5 separate regions of the Mus musculus genome follow, and all the other regions are linked to region 4. The links are chromatin contacts, called in public HiChIP or PLAC-seq and Micro-C maps. All regions are on one chromosome and are shown on one strand. Each heading gives the region's core, a stretch centred on a gene start, on an enhancer-like site or on the middle of the called end of the contact. The rest is flanking DNA. Distances are from core to core; before and after follow the strand shown. Region 1 overlaps Gm31107 (a long non-coding RNA gene). Region 2 overlaps Dock5 (dedicator of cytokinesis 5). Region 3 holds the start of Nefl (neurofilament, light polypeptide). Region 4 holds the start of Dock5 (dedicator of cytokinesis 5). Region 5 holds the start of Nefm (neurofilament, medium polypeptide).

Evidence for each region. Hi-C and Micro-C count contacts between places; a contact is called where the count stands out from the background. HiChIP or PLAC-seq counts read pairs in DNA pulled down with a chosen protein or histone mark.
Region 1: an H3K27ac HiChIP or PLAC-seq map of embryonic stem cells shows a contact between it and region 4, with 5 read pairs. The contact joins the enhancer-like site here to the promoter of Dock5 in region 4. A contact is called at or near these places in 1 of 15 datasets of contacts at CTCF or cohesin (CD8 T cells), 6 of 484 Hi-C or Micro-C datasets (LSK cells, Th17 cells, embryonic stem cells and 2 more), 5 of 115 datasets of contacts at active chromatin or transcription factors (CD8 T cells, embryonic stem cells, memory CD8 T cells and 1 more) and 1 of 9 other capture datasets (embryonic stem cells).
Region 2: an H3K27ac HiChIP or PLAC-seq map of embryonic stem cells shows a contact between it and region 4, with 15 read pairs. The contact joins the enhancer-like site here to the promoter of Dock5 in region 4. A contact is called at or near these places in 10 of 39 promoter capture datasets (the HPC-7 cell line, cancer-associated fibroblasts, embryonic stem cells and 3 more), 2 of 15 datasets of contacts at CTCF or cohesin (the NIH/3T3 cell line and embryonic stem cells), 11 of 484 Hi-C or Micro-C datasets (bone marrow-derived macrophages, embryonic stem cells, granulocyte-monocyte progenitors and 4 more), 23 of 115 datasets of contacts at active chromatin or transcription factors (acute myeloid leukemia, bone marrow-derived macrophages, a colorectal cancer cell line and 10 more) and 3 of 9 other capture datasets (adipose tissue, liver and pancreatic islet).
Region 3: a contact with region 4 is called in an H3K4me3 HiChIP or PLAC-seq map of embryonic stem cells, with 18 read pairs. The contact joins the promoter of Nefl here to the promoter of Dock5 in region 4. A contact is called at or near these places in 1 of 39 promoter capture datasets (embryonic stem cells), 2 of 484 Hi-C or Micro-C datasets (both in embryonic stem cells) and 3 of 115 datasets of contacts at active chromatin or transcription factors (embryonic stem cells and pancreatic cancer cells).
Region 5: a contact with region 4 is called in a Micro-C map of embryonic stem cells, with 2.8 times the contacts expected there. The contact joins the promoter of Nefm here to the promoter of Dock5 in region 4. A contact is called at or near these places in 2 of 484 Hi-C or Micro-C datasets (embryonic stem cells and nephron progenitors) and 2 of 115 datasets of contacts at active chromatin or transcription factors (both in embryonic stem cells).

The regions. Positions count from the first base shown.
Region 1 is chr14:68,065,161-68,067,935 of GRCm38.p6, forward strand. All of the region lies in intron 1 of Gm31107 (a long non-coding RNA gene), which reads right to left. Among named protein-coding and RNA genes, the nearest start is that of Gm31107, 14 kb to the right of the region's middle. Within about 2 kb of position 1,506, at least 7 of the 459 cell types and tissues checked have an H3K27ac peak or open chromatin away from gene starts, as enhancers often do. A contact at or near this core is called in embryonic stem cells, where this site is marked.
Region 2 is chr14:67,758,984-67,761,683 of GRCm38.p6, forward strand. Dock5 (dedicator of cytokinesis 5) reads right to left here. Exons shown (of 52, transcript NM_177780.3): 49 at 48-216. Among named protein-coding and RNA genes, the nearest start is that of Gm52126, 9.4 kb to the left of the region's middle. Within about 2 kb of position 1,433, at least 54 of the 459 cell types and tissues checked have an H3K27ac peak or open chromatin away from gene starts, as enhancers often do. A contact at or near this core is called in the HPC-7 cell line, acute myeloid leukemia, bone marrow-derived macrophages and 3 more, where this site is marked.
Region 3 is chr14:68,082,492-68,085,191 of GRCm38.p6, forward strand. It overlaps Nefl (neurofilament, light polypeptide), which reads left to right and starts at 1,372. Exons shown (of 4, transcript NM_010910.2): 1 at 1,372-2,518. The coding sequence starts at 1,472.
Region 4 is chr14:67,932,203-67,934,906 of GRCm38.p6, forward strand. It overlaps Dock5 (dedicator of cytokinesis 5), which reads right to left and starts at 1,370. Exons shown (of 52, transcript NM_177780.3): 1 at 1,090-1,370. The coding sequence starts at 1,132.
Region 5 is chr14:68,123,714-68,126,439 of GRCm38.p6, forward strand. Nefm (neurofilament, medium polypeptide) reads right to left here and starts at 1,291. Exons shown (of 3, transcript NM_008691.2): 1 at 27-1,291. The coding sequence starts at 1,100. It overlaps A230070E04Rik (RIKEN cDNA A230070E04 gene), which reads left to right and starts at 39. Exons shown (of 3, transcript NR_045897.1): 1 at 39-1,115; 2 at 1,805-1,983.

The DNA of each region.
Region 1 (2,775 bases), core at 256-2,755, 130 kb after region 4:
TTGAATTGGAGTTATAGGGCTGATAATAAAGGTAAAATCTGTTCTACTTGCACTTTCTAACAGTGACTGAACATGTAACCCCACACATATGATGAAAAATCAAACACATGTCCAGAGACAAAATGGTATAATCTATACTTCTTGGATAATGACGAGTCTGTCTGTGTTCTGTGGAACCTGGATAAATAAAGAAGCAACCTGACTGCTAGTCAGTCAGAGCTGCAAGATTCCCCTGACCACTACGCCTGACTCACCTCCCTCTCTGACTCTCTGACCCTGTCAACTGCTCGGGCAAGTCCCCAGCACCTGAATAATTCATAGGAGAATTTTTACCAAATTGGGAAGTAGGCACTTGGTGGATGCCGGCTGTTAGGACCTTAGATGCCTCCCCTGCTCCTCTCATGCCCACCCTCAATCTGGGTAACAATTCCACTGTCAAGGCTACCACTGCACCTGCCACCTGAAAGGCTGGCATCCTTTTACAGTTTCCTTTATTTTGATTGTAAACCCTTCAAGGGCAAGAGCGTCTTCACGTTAAATGCCTGGTGCAGGACCTGGCACACAGTAGGCTTTCAATAAATAAATGAAAGGAGAAAGCAGGTTATGAAGTGCCTCCATTCCTCTGCTCGTTGCCTGCGACAGACCACAGTCTCAGTGAAATCCTGTGAGAAAGACATGACAGAAACATATAACTCAGGATAGAATCAGGCATGTGCTCTTCAGCGCTTATCAACAGAATTTGGCTGTTGTGGCCGATGTGTTGATCTGCAAGACCCTTCTGATAGAAAGGCCGAGGAGAATGGGTTTAAAGGACCCTGCTGTGCCTTGGGCAGAAAAGTACTAAATATCCCAAACATCTCTTTCCTGGCTCTTACAATGGAGTAGGTCAACGTACTTGTTAGGACAGCCTAGTGCCAAGTTCATTGTGTCTGCTCACCCTATGGCAGCCCTTATTCCAGAGACGAAACTGTAGCCTTCAGTCCATCACAACAGCTGCAGAGTGCATCATGATCTTTGTGGAACACTGTCCCCTGAACAGGGCATGGCTTTTCTTTTGTTTGTTTGGCTTGCTTTGGTTTGTTTTTTTCACATTGCCTGCAGCTGTGACTACCTCCAGGAGAACTGCACAAGACCAGGTCCACTATTGTTCCGTAAGGGTGGAATCTCATGAGGCCGCATTTCTCTGAGGATTTATAGGCAATTCTGGGAGTGAGGAAGACATTTTCGTCAGTGGTATGGCCGCTCAAAAGCTGCCTGCTCTACAGTAAATAATCCTAATTAAACTCCTTTGATTTACCAAGCTAGACTTGGGTGGGATCGTTTTGTTTCTTTGGTTTGTTGTTGTTGCCCTACAGACAAGCCCGTGAGTGAGTGTGAGACTTGATCTGTGTCGTAGACACTTTGCTGTGAAGTGAGGGGGAACAGGCTTTCTCATGGTCTCCCCCTTCCCATCTCTCATCTGAATTCATTCCAAGCATGGGTGGGGCCACCCGCACCACAAGTTCACCTCCTCCCAACAGTTCAAGTCAGACCAGTCACAGGCAGTTTCCTCTCGGCATCTCCAGTTCAGCCCTCCCTTTGTCCTCAAATGGTTCTACAGATTAAATACGGAACTGAACCATTCGAGCAGATCCAAGAATAAAAACAAGCCACGGTGATGTGATGTGATATTATGGAGATGTCCCTCAGGTCCTAAGAGACGAGAACTTTTTCTGGATCTGCAGCCAGGGTTAGTAAGCAACCATGTAGTCGCTGGGAATTGAACTCAGGACCCCTGTGTCATCTCTCCAGCCCTGCAGCCAGGGTTAGTGATACACCTTATGGCCACTTAAGACTTAGAACTGATCTCCCACTGAGCCCACCTGTTTAATCTGTCTTTAAGAGAACAATGTAACAATCAACCTTACTTGTCTTGGAGTTCCTATGAATCAACATTTACAACCCAAGCTAATGTGTAGCTGCAATCTTAAATTATGTGCTAGTCCACACTTTTGCCCCAGAGTAATGCATGTGTTCTGATAGTCATTTGCAGACTCAGTAAGTGACTGAAAGCAGTCTCTTATAAATTAGTATCCACTATAGATATTGAACAAAACATATGGCTATTGCTGGATAAACAATGGCTTTTGTAGTACTGTGCTCTTGGTGTCTAAGTCCCTATTCACAGTGTAAGAAAGGAGGTTTAGAAGGTGGCGTACAGGTGGCTAGGAAGGAGAAAAATCTCCAAGGCAAAAGGACTCATTAGTGTCACAGGCTTAACTGCCCTCTGCCTTTCCCTTCAAACATTTCATGTATTGAAATAAAACCAAGCCTGAGATGTAAATAGTAAAGAGTACATCTCACAAGGGCTCCCAGTGGATTTTGTAAATTATGGAGAAAGTATATTTTGTTTTGTTTATTTGTTTGTTTGTTTTTGCTAAGGCAGTATGCCCCCAAAATTGACACATAAATTAACTAACTCCCCAATGAGAAGATTATTTTTACATCAAAATTAATTAGAAGCATCGTGAAGTCTGATCCATATTAGCAGTACCAGAAAAAGACAGAACTTTGACCTGTATCTTTTACATTGTTATAAAATCCTCCTAAAATCCGATATAGTAACAGCCAAGCTGGTGAGCCTTCCGAGAGAAGCTAGGTGGCTCTCTCCCTTACTGTGTAAACAGAACACCTAGGCTTCTACAAATGACAGCTTTGTTTTGCTGGGTGCTCTTCCAGGAACTCTGCTTTTTGAGAGAGAGTAGGTGTTTCTGGAAGTCTTCAACACAGTCTTTA
Region 2 (2,700 bases), core at 183-2,682, 170 kb before region 4:
CCTCCCTCCCTCCCTGCCCCCCTCCCTCCCTGCCCTCCTCCCTTTACCATCACATCAGGTTCTGGAGCCTTCTCTGCAATGACTTGTGATTTGCTCAGATTCCAGTCTTTCCTCTTGAACTTGCTAATCCGGTTCTCACTGTCTTCTTTGGGTGGCAGATCTTCAACTCTGGCACCCGATGAAGCTCTGCGTTCAAACAGGGGTTCCAGGATGGACCTGTCAGCCGGGAAGGAGGACAAAAGTCACAAAACATTAATCCCAGAATGATAAGCCTTCACTCCAAAGCACCAGCAAGACCCTCAACTCCATCTTCACCCAACTTCTCAGGTTCCCAGAGTCTTAACAACCAAACAAACAACTCAGGGTAAAATGTCCAGAAATGAGACTATCATCTGAAAGAGAGAAAATATTAGTGAATATTTACCCTCTCCCGTGTGTTATATATTTGTTCTCCTGTGGATGTGTGCATGTGTGTACATGCCACATGCAGGCATGAAAGCATGCATGTGAAGGTCAGAGGTCAACATGGAGTGTCTTCCTCTTTCCACCTTATTTGTCAAGACCGAGATCCTTATGGAATCAAGAGCTCACTGATTGGCTGGCCTGGCTGGCCAATGAGCTATCAGAATCTGCATATCACCATTCAACTCTAGCACTGGGGTTCTATATGTGTGCTGTCCCATCTGGCCTTGATGTGGGTGCTATGAATCCAAATCCAGGTCCTCACGTCTGTGTAGTAGGTGCTTTACTGAGGAAACCATCTCCTCAGGTCCCACCAGTATTTATTCTTCCCAGGGACGAGATAAGGACAGAACCCATAGAGTAAAAGAGTGGGCAATCTGGGCACAATGTCTTAGATTTGTTATCTGCAAAATGTTTGAAAAATGTCCACTAGGTATAACAGTAGATTTCCAAGTCCCATAATGAAAACTAATCCATCAGGAATCATGATCAAACACTACACGTAGAGGAGAGAGTTGGATATGTAACAAGCATATTATAGGTAAGGACAGACATTTTTGGCAGTCAAAATAGAAAGAGTAGCCTCATTTTTAAAAAACTTAAGATATAAATGGATAATTAATGAAAAAAAGAAAATCCAAAAAGTATAAAATTTGGTTTCACTTATTATTACATAAATGAAAATAACTGCAGCTGAGGATGATGTCTTATGTCTTATATCCCAGGAACTTAGTAAGCTGAGGCAGGAGGATCACTCAAGTCCAAGGGTTTGGAACTGGATTGGGCAAAGTTTTTGTTGAGTTTCAATGCAAAAAAAAAAATGGATAATATAATAAGCGCATGTTCAGGTCCCACATCATCAAAAATGACCGTCTTAGAGCAGGTCTTGTTTAGTCTACATACCCAGTTACAGCCCTCACCCTTCCCTACATGACTTGGGAGGGGCTGCCTGGTGCCATACCTACCATAGTTCCAGAGGGCATTTCTACAAGACGCGGTCATAACCACAACCCCATCATGCCCTAATCTCATGCAACAATCTTCAAATTAACTTCCCAATTTTCTTACAATTTTTTAAATGGGTGGCTTGACTGAATTAGGATGCAATTAAGAGTTACTCCCTGTATTAGATAGTACACTGAGTAGATCACTTTAAGATTTTAAAAAACGCTAGATCTCTCTTTCAGCCAGTCCAGAATTAAGTATTGTCACTGGCTTAGAGGACTGCAGGCAGGACAAACTCTAGGGAGGTCTGCTTGAGGTCACACTGAGTTCCTTAAGACTCCAAGTTCCTCTTTGGAGGTCTCTGCTTTGTTGTTGCTGTTAGTCAGCGTATCATTCTATCAGTTGTGGTGGTTTGCATAAAAATGGCTTATTCATCAAGGAGTGGCACTGGGAGTGGGCTTGAAGGCTTTAAAAGCCCACACCCAGCCCAGTCTGCCTCTGGTCTCCCTCTTTCTTCCTGTGGATCAGGATGGAATTCTCAGCTACTGTTCCCACAGTGAGTGCCACCAAGCTCCTCCCACAACCCTGCCACAATGGACTAACCCTCTGAAACTGTAAACAGGCCCTCAATTAAAGGCTTTCTACTGTAAGATTTGCCTTGGCCAAGGTATCTTTTCACAGCAATAGAATAGGGAATAAGACAATAGCTGAAGGTAGTCCTGAAATTTGAGACATCCTCCTGTCTCAGCTTTTTGAGTGTTGGGATTGTAGGCATTAGCCATAACAATTGTATGAAAGTTCTTTATCTCATTTCAAGGTAACTTCCCTTCTAAAAGGTTCTACCTAAGCATCTATCTATCAACTCTCTATCATTTTATCATATATCAGCAATATCTGTCAGTTTGTCTGTCTGCCCGATTGCCTACTTGCTTGCCTGTCTGCCTACCTGTCTGTCTGTCTGTCTGTCTGTCTGTCTGCCTGCCTGCCTGCCTGCCTGCCTGCCTGCCTGCCTACCTACCTACCTACCTACCTACCTACCTACCTACCTACCTACCTACCTACCTAATACTGCATATGACTAAATATTTTCTTGGGGTATTTTTCAGTTGATAAAGTTTCCATCTGAATTACATACTTATCTTGCATCTCCTACTCACTCATTAATTCATTTGCTAAACAAACTTCTTTACTTCGACTTTGTAATTTAATAACATACTTTAATCTTTCCGTCCCCGAAGAGCAGACCCTTAAATGTTTTCCCTTGTTTTAAAGAGCCACGTTAGGGGACAGCCA
Region 3 (2,700 bases), core at 122-2,621, 150 kb after region 4:
ACTACTTTTTACTTGAAAACGGTAACCTCCCACTGTGCCATTTAAAGGAATCAGCAAGCCAGCGATACATTGAACAAATTAAACAAAACGCCAAATGCTTGCTTAAAGGTTTTAGTTATTTCTTACAAATCTGCAGTATCTCTTCGGAACTGCAGGCGCTCACAACGCGAGTATGAAAATGTTGCACCCACGTGCGTTTGGCGTGCCCACTCTGGTATCTGGGTGCTCCCTGAAGGAAGCCCATAGGTTCCTAAGTGTATCTATTATCTGTGAATTTCAGCAGGCTCCATGCAGCGTTCTCTTCCTGAAGACCACACCCAGAGCGGGTAGCCCTTTGCAGCAGTCTCTCTCTCTCTCTCTCTCTCTCTCTCTCTCTCTCTCTCTCTCTCCCCATCTACCTTCATGGCTTGTTGAAACCATCAGGTTGGGGTACCACACAGGTGTTAAAAAGAGGAGAAGAGGCTTTTGAGGCGTTGGAAGTATGAATAGCTCAGTGAGGATAAAGGCACCCTGAAGTTCTCCCGCGGCCGAGCGCGCCCGTCTTTTGCCTTGCAAATCTTTACCTGGCTGGTTCCAACCCCTCCTAAGCATTCCCGACTACATTTCTCACAAAGAAAGGGGAAATTCTATGAAAGGTGTCAGACAAATTAACTGCTGTAAAGGTTTTAAAATGCCAAAATGAACACCCGCTGTCCTGCGGTTCCAATGGTGTGTAGTGGTGCAATTTCCCTATGTATTGAGAAGAAGAGTAATACGGAAAGAAATAGAAATAAAAATAAAAGGAGGCAGGAGAAAGTGGGGCGAATTTAAGAAAACGTCAGAAAATAGCTACAAAGACATGCAAAACTTTTCCTGCAGTAATGCCGCAAGAACATTAGCTATTGTCAGCAACCCAAACGTGCTGCTTAAACACGAATCAGGGTGCTTGAGAGGGTCCCTGAGGCAAAAAGGGAAAGCTGGGAGTGGGGTGGGGTGGGGTGGGGTGGGGTGAAGGTGTCTTTGTGACATTGGATGTTAAAAGTTGATGTGTCAGTAGGGATCGCGAACCTTTTTATTTGGAACATTTAAGAGTCCTAGTGATGTGGGCTTTAGGTATTAAGAGGCAGGATGGGACGGGGGAATAGGAAAGGAAAAGAATAAGCAGGGAAGTTATGGGGGTCTCAGAGAAAGTAGGGGTCCTCATAGAAAAGCGGCCAGGCTGGAGCCGCAGCTCGCTAGCCTTCTGTCGTTCGCCCCCGCCTTTGCTTTTGCGCAGAATCCTCCCCTTGGCTGCAGCAACGCGCTGCCCCCACTGGCCTGCGCACGGCGATCGATCACAGTCTGCGTCAGAGTCCCGGCGTATAAATAGAGGTGGCAGGACCGCGCCGAGCCGCACACAGCCATCCATCCTCCCCTTTCCCTCTTCTCCCCCGTTCTTCTCTCTAGGTCCCCCATCTCCGCCCCGGGCCTGAGGGGCGCACCGGCCGCCACCATGAGTTCGTTCGGCTACGATCCGTACTTTTCGACCTCCTACAAGCGGCGCTATGTGGAGACGCCCCGGGTGCACATCTCCAGCGTGCGCAGCGGCTACAGCACGGCGCGCTCCGCGTACTCCAGCTACTCCGCGCCGGTCTCCTCCTCGCTGTCCGTGCGCCGCAGCTACTCGTCCAGCTCTGGCTCTTTGATGCCCAGCCTGGAGAATCTCGATCTGAGCCAGGTAGCCGCCATCAGCAACGACCTCAAGTCTATCCGCACACAAGAGAAGGCACAGCTGCAGGACCTCAACGATCGCTTCGCCAGCTTCATCGAGCGCGTGCACGAGCTGGAGCAGCAGAACAAGGTCCTGGAAGCCGAGCTGTTGGTGCTGCGCCAGAAACACTCTGAGCCTTCCCGCTTCCGCGCCCTGTACGAGCAGGAGATCCGCGATCTGCGGCTGGCAGCGGAAGACGCCACTAACGAGAAGCAGGCGCTGCAGGGCGAGCGCGAGGGGCTGGAGGAGACTCTGCGCAACCTGCAGGCTCGCTATGAGGAAGAAGTGCTGAGCCGCGAGGACGCCGAGGGCCGGCTGATGGAAGCGCGCAAAGGTGCGGATGAGGCCGCGCTCGCCCGCGCCGAGCTGGAGAAGCGCATCGACAGCCTGATGGACGAGATAGCTTTCCTGAAGAAGGTGCACGAGGAAGAGATCGCCGAGCTGCAGGCTCAGATCCAGTATGCTCAGATCTCCGTGGAGATGGACGTGTCCTCCAAGCCCGACCTCTCCGCCGCTCTCAAGGACATCCGCGCTCAGTACGAGAAGCTGGCCGCCAAGAACATGCAGAACGCCGAAGAGTGGTTCAAGAGCCGCTTCACCGTGCTAACCGAGAGCGCCGCCAAGAACACCGACGCTGTGCGCGCTGCCAAGGACGAGGTGTCGGAAAGCCGCCGCCTGCTCAAGGCTAAGACCCTGGAGATCGAAGCCTGCCGGGGTATGAACGAAGCTCTGGAGAAGCAGCTGCAGGAGCTAGAGGACAAGCAGAATGCAGACATTAGCGCCATGCAGGTATAGTACGGTTTAAGCTCAGTGGGGGTGGGGAGGTCCACGGTAGGGGCGGCGGCGGGGGGGGGGGGAGTCAGGGTGTACCCAGAGAGTGAACGCTAGGGGGTTCTAGAGCACAGAGCAGCTATCAGAGGGCTTGGCTTCCGAGAGGTTGTGGAAAGGATGGGGCATTTGGAGGGGGCGGG
Region 4 (2,704 bases), core at 120-2,619:
TTAAAAAAAAAAAGGTTGAGAATTATGCATATATATATGTGTGTGTGTGTGTGTGTATATATACATATTTGCAAATGTACATATGCAGGCTTTCAATCTGCATCACATTATAATATACTAAAGACTGAAGGCGGTGTCTGAGTCCCGGTTACATAGGCACATAGGACTTCATGTCTGTCACGGCAGACTGATAATTTCAGGCAGTGTTCCTGTGGGTCCAGGACTTGAAGGAAAAGAGGTGCGCTGACAGGAGTGAAGTAAGGGGTTGCATTTCAAACGCGCCAAGTGAGTGGACCTGAGAGAAAGTGATAAAATTCCCACACAACACACTTGTTTATTCCAGAGGCTCCATTTAAAGTCTAATTCTCCTGGCAATCGTCCGGCTAAAGGTGAGTGCTTCCTCCCTGACCTGGCTCAATGAAAAGTGAAAGTGGAAAGTTTTTCCACCTGGGTCCAACCCCTCAACGCCAAGGTTTCAGATCCAAACCTAGAGGCCAGAGTTCAGCAATGACGGAGCGCTAGGGTACTGCGAACACAAACGCCACCCGCTTGCGCGGAACCTACCCTCTTCCTGCCCCTGGGGGGAAGCTGTGTCACACCTCTCCAACCACGCCAGTAGGTCAGATGGGTGTCCTCACAAACAGCCCCAGGACCCCCTTGCCCTCCTTCCCACGCCTCACACTTCCTGCCTCTTCCATCACCTCTACTGGCAACTTCGGCTTCCCATTTTGTCTTTGACTGCGATCCGGACTGCAGTCCCAGGGAGGGAGGGAGAGAGGGAAAGGGACTCTGGAGCTTCCAAGTGGGATCTGGGGAAGGGCACTCGCAAAGCGCACCGTCCCACGTGCGGCCCTCGCTGGCCACCAACGGCAGTGGGGACCTGGCGCGTTCCCACAGTGTGCGCCACTAGAGTTGGGGTTCGGATAGGGGAGGATCAGAGTCCCCAAGCCTAAAAGCACTTTTACACCAGAGCGGGCTAGACTCCCGGGGTGCAGCAGCGGGACCGAGTGGCCGAGTGTGCGCGAGCTCCGCGGGGCCAAAGTGGACTCCCGGGCGCTCGGGCGAGGGTGGGGCGGGGCAAGCACTCACCAACCCCATACTTCTGCCTCTTGGTAGGGATCCAACGGGCCATGGCGACGACCTCGCCCCGCGGCGCTAGCGGCTACAGACACTCGTGCTCGGAGCGCTGCTGCGCCGGCCGGACTCCTCCGCCATGTTCCGGCAAAACTTGGACGACTTTGGCGCGCCGGCCGCGTCTACGCCGTCCCGCCTCGCTCGCGCCCGGGGCCCCGCACGCACGCCCGCTCGCCCGCGGTCACCTGCTGGGACCGGCGGCCGTGCAGCCCCGCGCGCCCTCCCCGGCGCCGCCCGGGCTCCTCCCGCTGGCCGCGCCCTCTGCGCCCCGGGGCCGCCCGCCTCCCCCGCCGGCTCCGCCTCGCCCGGCTGGAGCCGCAGCCCGGAGCCGCCCGCCCGGTCCTCCCAGCGTCGGCTCTGCGATTGCCCAGCGCTCCCGGGCTGCTGCGCCGCCGAGCGCGGAGGAGGAGCTGGTGAGAGTCACCGGTCGCCTCCGGACGCTCAGTAAATATTTGTTGAATGAATGAGCCGTGAGCTCCCGCCTTCGCCTCCGGGAGCGTCTGCTGCAGCCCCGAGAGAGCCGGAAGCCGAGCTTCAAGGTCCGCAGAGAACTGGTGCAAGGGACACGGGCGCTTCAGAAGTAGACGTATCCAATCTAGAAGACCCTCCGTTAGGACACTGTTGACAAAGCGCTAATCCGGAAACCCCAAACTCAGGGATTTATTTCTCCTCAGTTGCAGCAACACAAACTTTCACACTAAGGGAAGAAGTTCGCTCCAAAAGGTTCCCCTTTCCAACTGACCCCCTGCCCAGAAGGCATCCTTGTGGGGAGGACCCCAGAACATCTACCACCACCACCACCACCCCACCCCCCAACTCCCACCACTGTCCTTTTTCAGCCTGGGACTGAGGACTCCAAAAGGCAGTTGTGCGTTAAACTACACAGGGGTGCGCTTGGCGCCCTCTGCCGGCGGGGAGACGCGCTTCCATCTTGGAGAGACCTCCAGAATGAAAAAGCTACTTAGTAGTAAGGACACCTCACACTTAGAAGTAAAATTTCAGACTAACCAGCCAACCAGTTAGCTTCGCCATCTGAAAAATACCTCTTGCGGGAAATTGTGTTGTTCTTGGAGTCTGTGGAGGCTTTCTTGCCGGTTTGGAACCTGACAAGAACAGAACATGTAATTAAAACACACAGTAATAGACAGTAATGCTTGATTAGAGATGAGTGAACTCTGATGACTTTTTGCAAACCATGCCTGAATATATATATATATATATTAGTCTTGGTTTTCCTCCTGAGAAAGTAAGTTCTGAACTTAAAGTCCTGGTTGAAAGAAACAATAGGTACTTATGACCGTGCTTCAGCCATCTTTCTTAAAGTGGTTCAGTCGCATCTCTTTTTTTTTAATGCCAGTTTTTATTCTTGATAGTTGAGATCTTAAAGTTGAGTATGATTACATAATGTGTCATTTATCTCCTTTGTGATTTAAAGTTACATGTTCATTGTATACTTAATACTGAATATTTAGAAAAATAAAATCACCAAAAATTCTAAGCAATAGGGAAGCAATCAACCAAACTACAAACTGAGCTACTGTACTAAGCAGTTCTCAAAAGAAGAAATTAA
Region 5 (2,726 bases), core at 41-2,540, 190 kb after region 4:
GCCGGCCGCGCAGCCGCGGTTCCTACCTGGTAGCTGCTGAGGTCGTGGTTGTGGCGCTCCTCGATGTCGCTGAGCTGCCGCTCCAGGGACTCCTTAGTGCCTCGCACCGACTCGAGCTCGATGCTCTTGGACTGCAGCTGGCGCCGGTACTCGGCGATCTCTTCCTTGGCAGAGCGAATGGCCTCCTTGTTCTGCTCGGCCGCCTCGGTGAGCTTGGCGTAGCGGCATTTGAACCACTCTTCGGCCTGGTGCATGTTCTGGTCTGAGTGACACTCGAGCTGGGAGCGGATCTCCTTCAGCGCCGTGGAGATGTCTGTCTTCAGGTAATCTTTGCGCTCTACCGTGATGTGCGACGCCTGGATCTGAGCCAGCAGGTCGGCCACCTCCTCTTCGTGATTGCTCCGCAGGAAAGCCACCTCATCCTGCAGCGACTGCACCTTCTTGTCCAGCTCCACCTTAACCATCGACGACTCTTCGATGTCTTTGCGCAGCGCGCGAATGGCAGCCTCGGTGTCGTCCCGCAGCCGCGCCTCCTCCTCGAAGCGCTCCTTGAGCCGGTGGATGTCTTCCTCCAAGTGATCGGAGTCCAGCTGCACTTGAGCCTTCTCGTGGTTCACCATCTCGAGGGTGGCGCGCAGCTCTCGGATCTCCTGGTCGTAAGCATCACCCAGCTGGGCGTGCGAGGCCTGCTTCTGCCGCAGTGCCTGGATCTCTGCTTCGATCTCCTTGTTCTGTTGTTCCAAGTAGTGCACTTTCTCGATGTAGCCGGCGAAGCGGTCGTTCAGCCCCTGCAGCTGCTCTTTCTCGTTAGAGCGGGACAGTTTGTAGTCGCCGCCGGAGCCGCCGTTGAGCAGCGACGAGGACTGGCTGAAGTCGAGGCTGCTCTCGGCCGAGCTGAGCATAGCCGAGCTGTAGGCGAGACGCGGGGCGAGCGCGCTGCGCTTGTAGGAGGAGGACACGGTGCTGGGCGAGCCGCGGGACCAGGACTGCGAGCGGAAGCCGCTGGACGGGGAACCGCTCACGCGGCTGAAGCTGGAGCGGGTCTCGGTGACCCGCCGGTAGGCGGACGGGTTGCCCAGCGAGTCCAGCGTGTAGCTCATCTTGGAGGCCTTGGGGTGTGTGGCTGTCACAGCGTTCTGCCGGCCTCGCCGCAGCCCCTTTATAGCGGAGCAGCTGGTCCCGGGCCAGGGCCCCGCCCCGTGGAGGCGGCGGCCGAGGAGGCGGGGACTGCGGGTACCGGGCCGGGGGTGGGGGGAAGGGGGAGACAAGCCTTGCGGTGATTCAGCGGCCGCTCCACGTGGGCCCGCACCACACTGGACCCCACACTTGGGTGTCGCCGGGCCGGCCTTTTCCTAGCGTCCCCTTGAGTTCCAGACCTCTTGTCACCCGGTAGCTTGCCCTTCTCTGCTTTTTCACCAGCAGTTTGCAGTTCACAGCTTTGGCGCAAGTGCCCTTTCCCAGCGCCCTTTCTTTGTCTCGCCACTCTCGGCCCTCTGAGCAGCTCTTCTCTGGCTTCCTGACTTTCGTCTGGCCCCCTACCTCTTAGTCTCTTTCTTCCTTACTTTTGGCCGTAGGGTCCGCTGTTCTTTATCACACACACCCCTCCCACCTCTCCACGAGGCCCTTCTCCCTCTACTTTTTTTTTTTTTTCTTCATCCGGCATTTCCCTTGAAGCCCTTTCCCCTGGGACTTTTTTTCTTTGCAGCCTCGACTTTCACCCCTTAACCCCCAACTCTCTTTTTGTTCCCCCATCCATCCTTGTCTTTCTTGTCTCCCCCCCCCCCCACTCCTCGTCTTAAAGCAGCAAGAGATGAGCTGAGAGTTATGCAGAAGAAAAAAAAGAGAGAGTTTTTGAGGAATGGCCCGCCGGAAACCTCCGGAAAGGGGACAAAGAAGACAGGCCGGGGTAGTCATTTGTGTTAAAAGTGGAAAGTGGCACTCCAGTCTGCTTAACTGTTGGGGGACGACTGCAGCTTCCAGCAGGTAAGGCGCTGTGACGCCCAAGGATCCGGCAGCACCAAGGACAGCGCCCAGGCGTGCCCATGGGATTCTGCTGGGTTCGCAGCCTACCAGAGTCCAGAGGAGGGTCACTTCTGGCTCATCTCCTCCAGTGAATACTATTAAACCTGTTTGTAGGGGCTGTTTGTTTGTAGGGAACAAGCTGGAAATCCCACACTAAGACAGTGCAGAGTTGGCACAATGAACAGACTGCAGATTTTGAAATCAACTAAAAGCCATTCAACTCAGTTAAGGAAAATAGAGACTTGAAACCCAGTTTGACTTTACCAATAAGTGAGGGATGTTAGGGAAGGAGGAGACACAAGGCCTGAAATTTGAAGGTCAACTACTCACCGGGAAGGGGAAATCCGAGATGAAAAAAAAAAAAAAACCCAGGGAGATAGTGTGTATGTTAAGTTTGAAAACTGCATAGTCATCTTTCTGTCTGGGTACTACTTACGTGTACTGTTACAACCGACAGGGCAACTGAATTAGTTTTAAATTAATTGAAAGGTAACTGGACAGCCTCATCTCAGTCTTGAATAAGCCAGGTGGTCCCTCTGCCCCCATTTAAAAACGCAACCTATTTCCTTATGTTGATTTTGATGACCGATTTGGACCCACCATCCCTTAAGCATGCTTATTTAAACAAACATTCTACAGGGGTTTCCTTTGACTGTATATTTGAACTGAAAATGTCCTTCTATTTTGGATTACAGTTTGGGAAG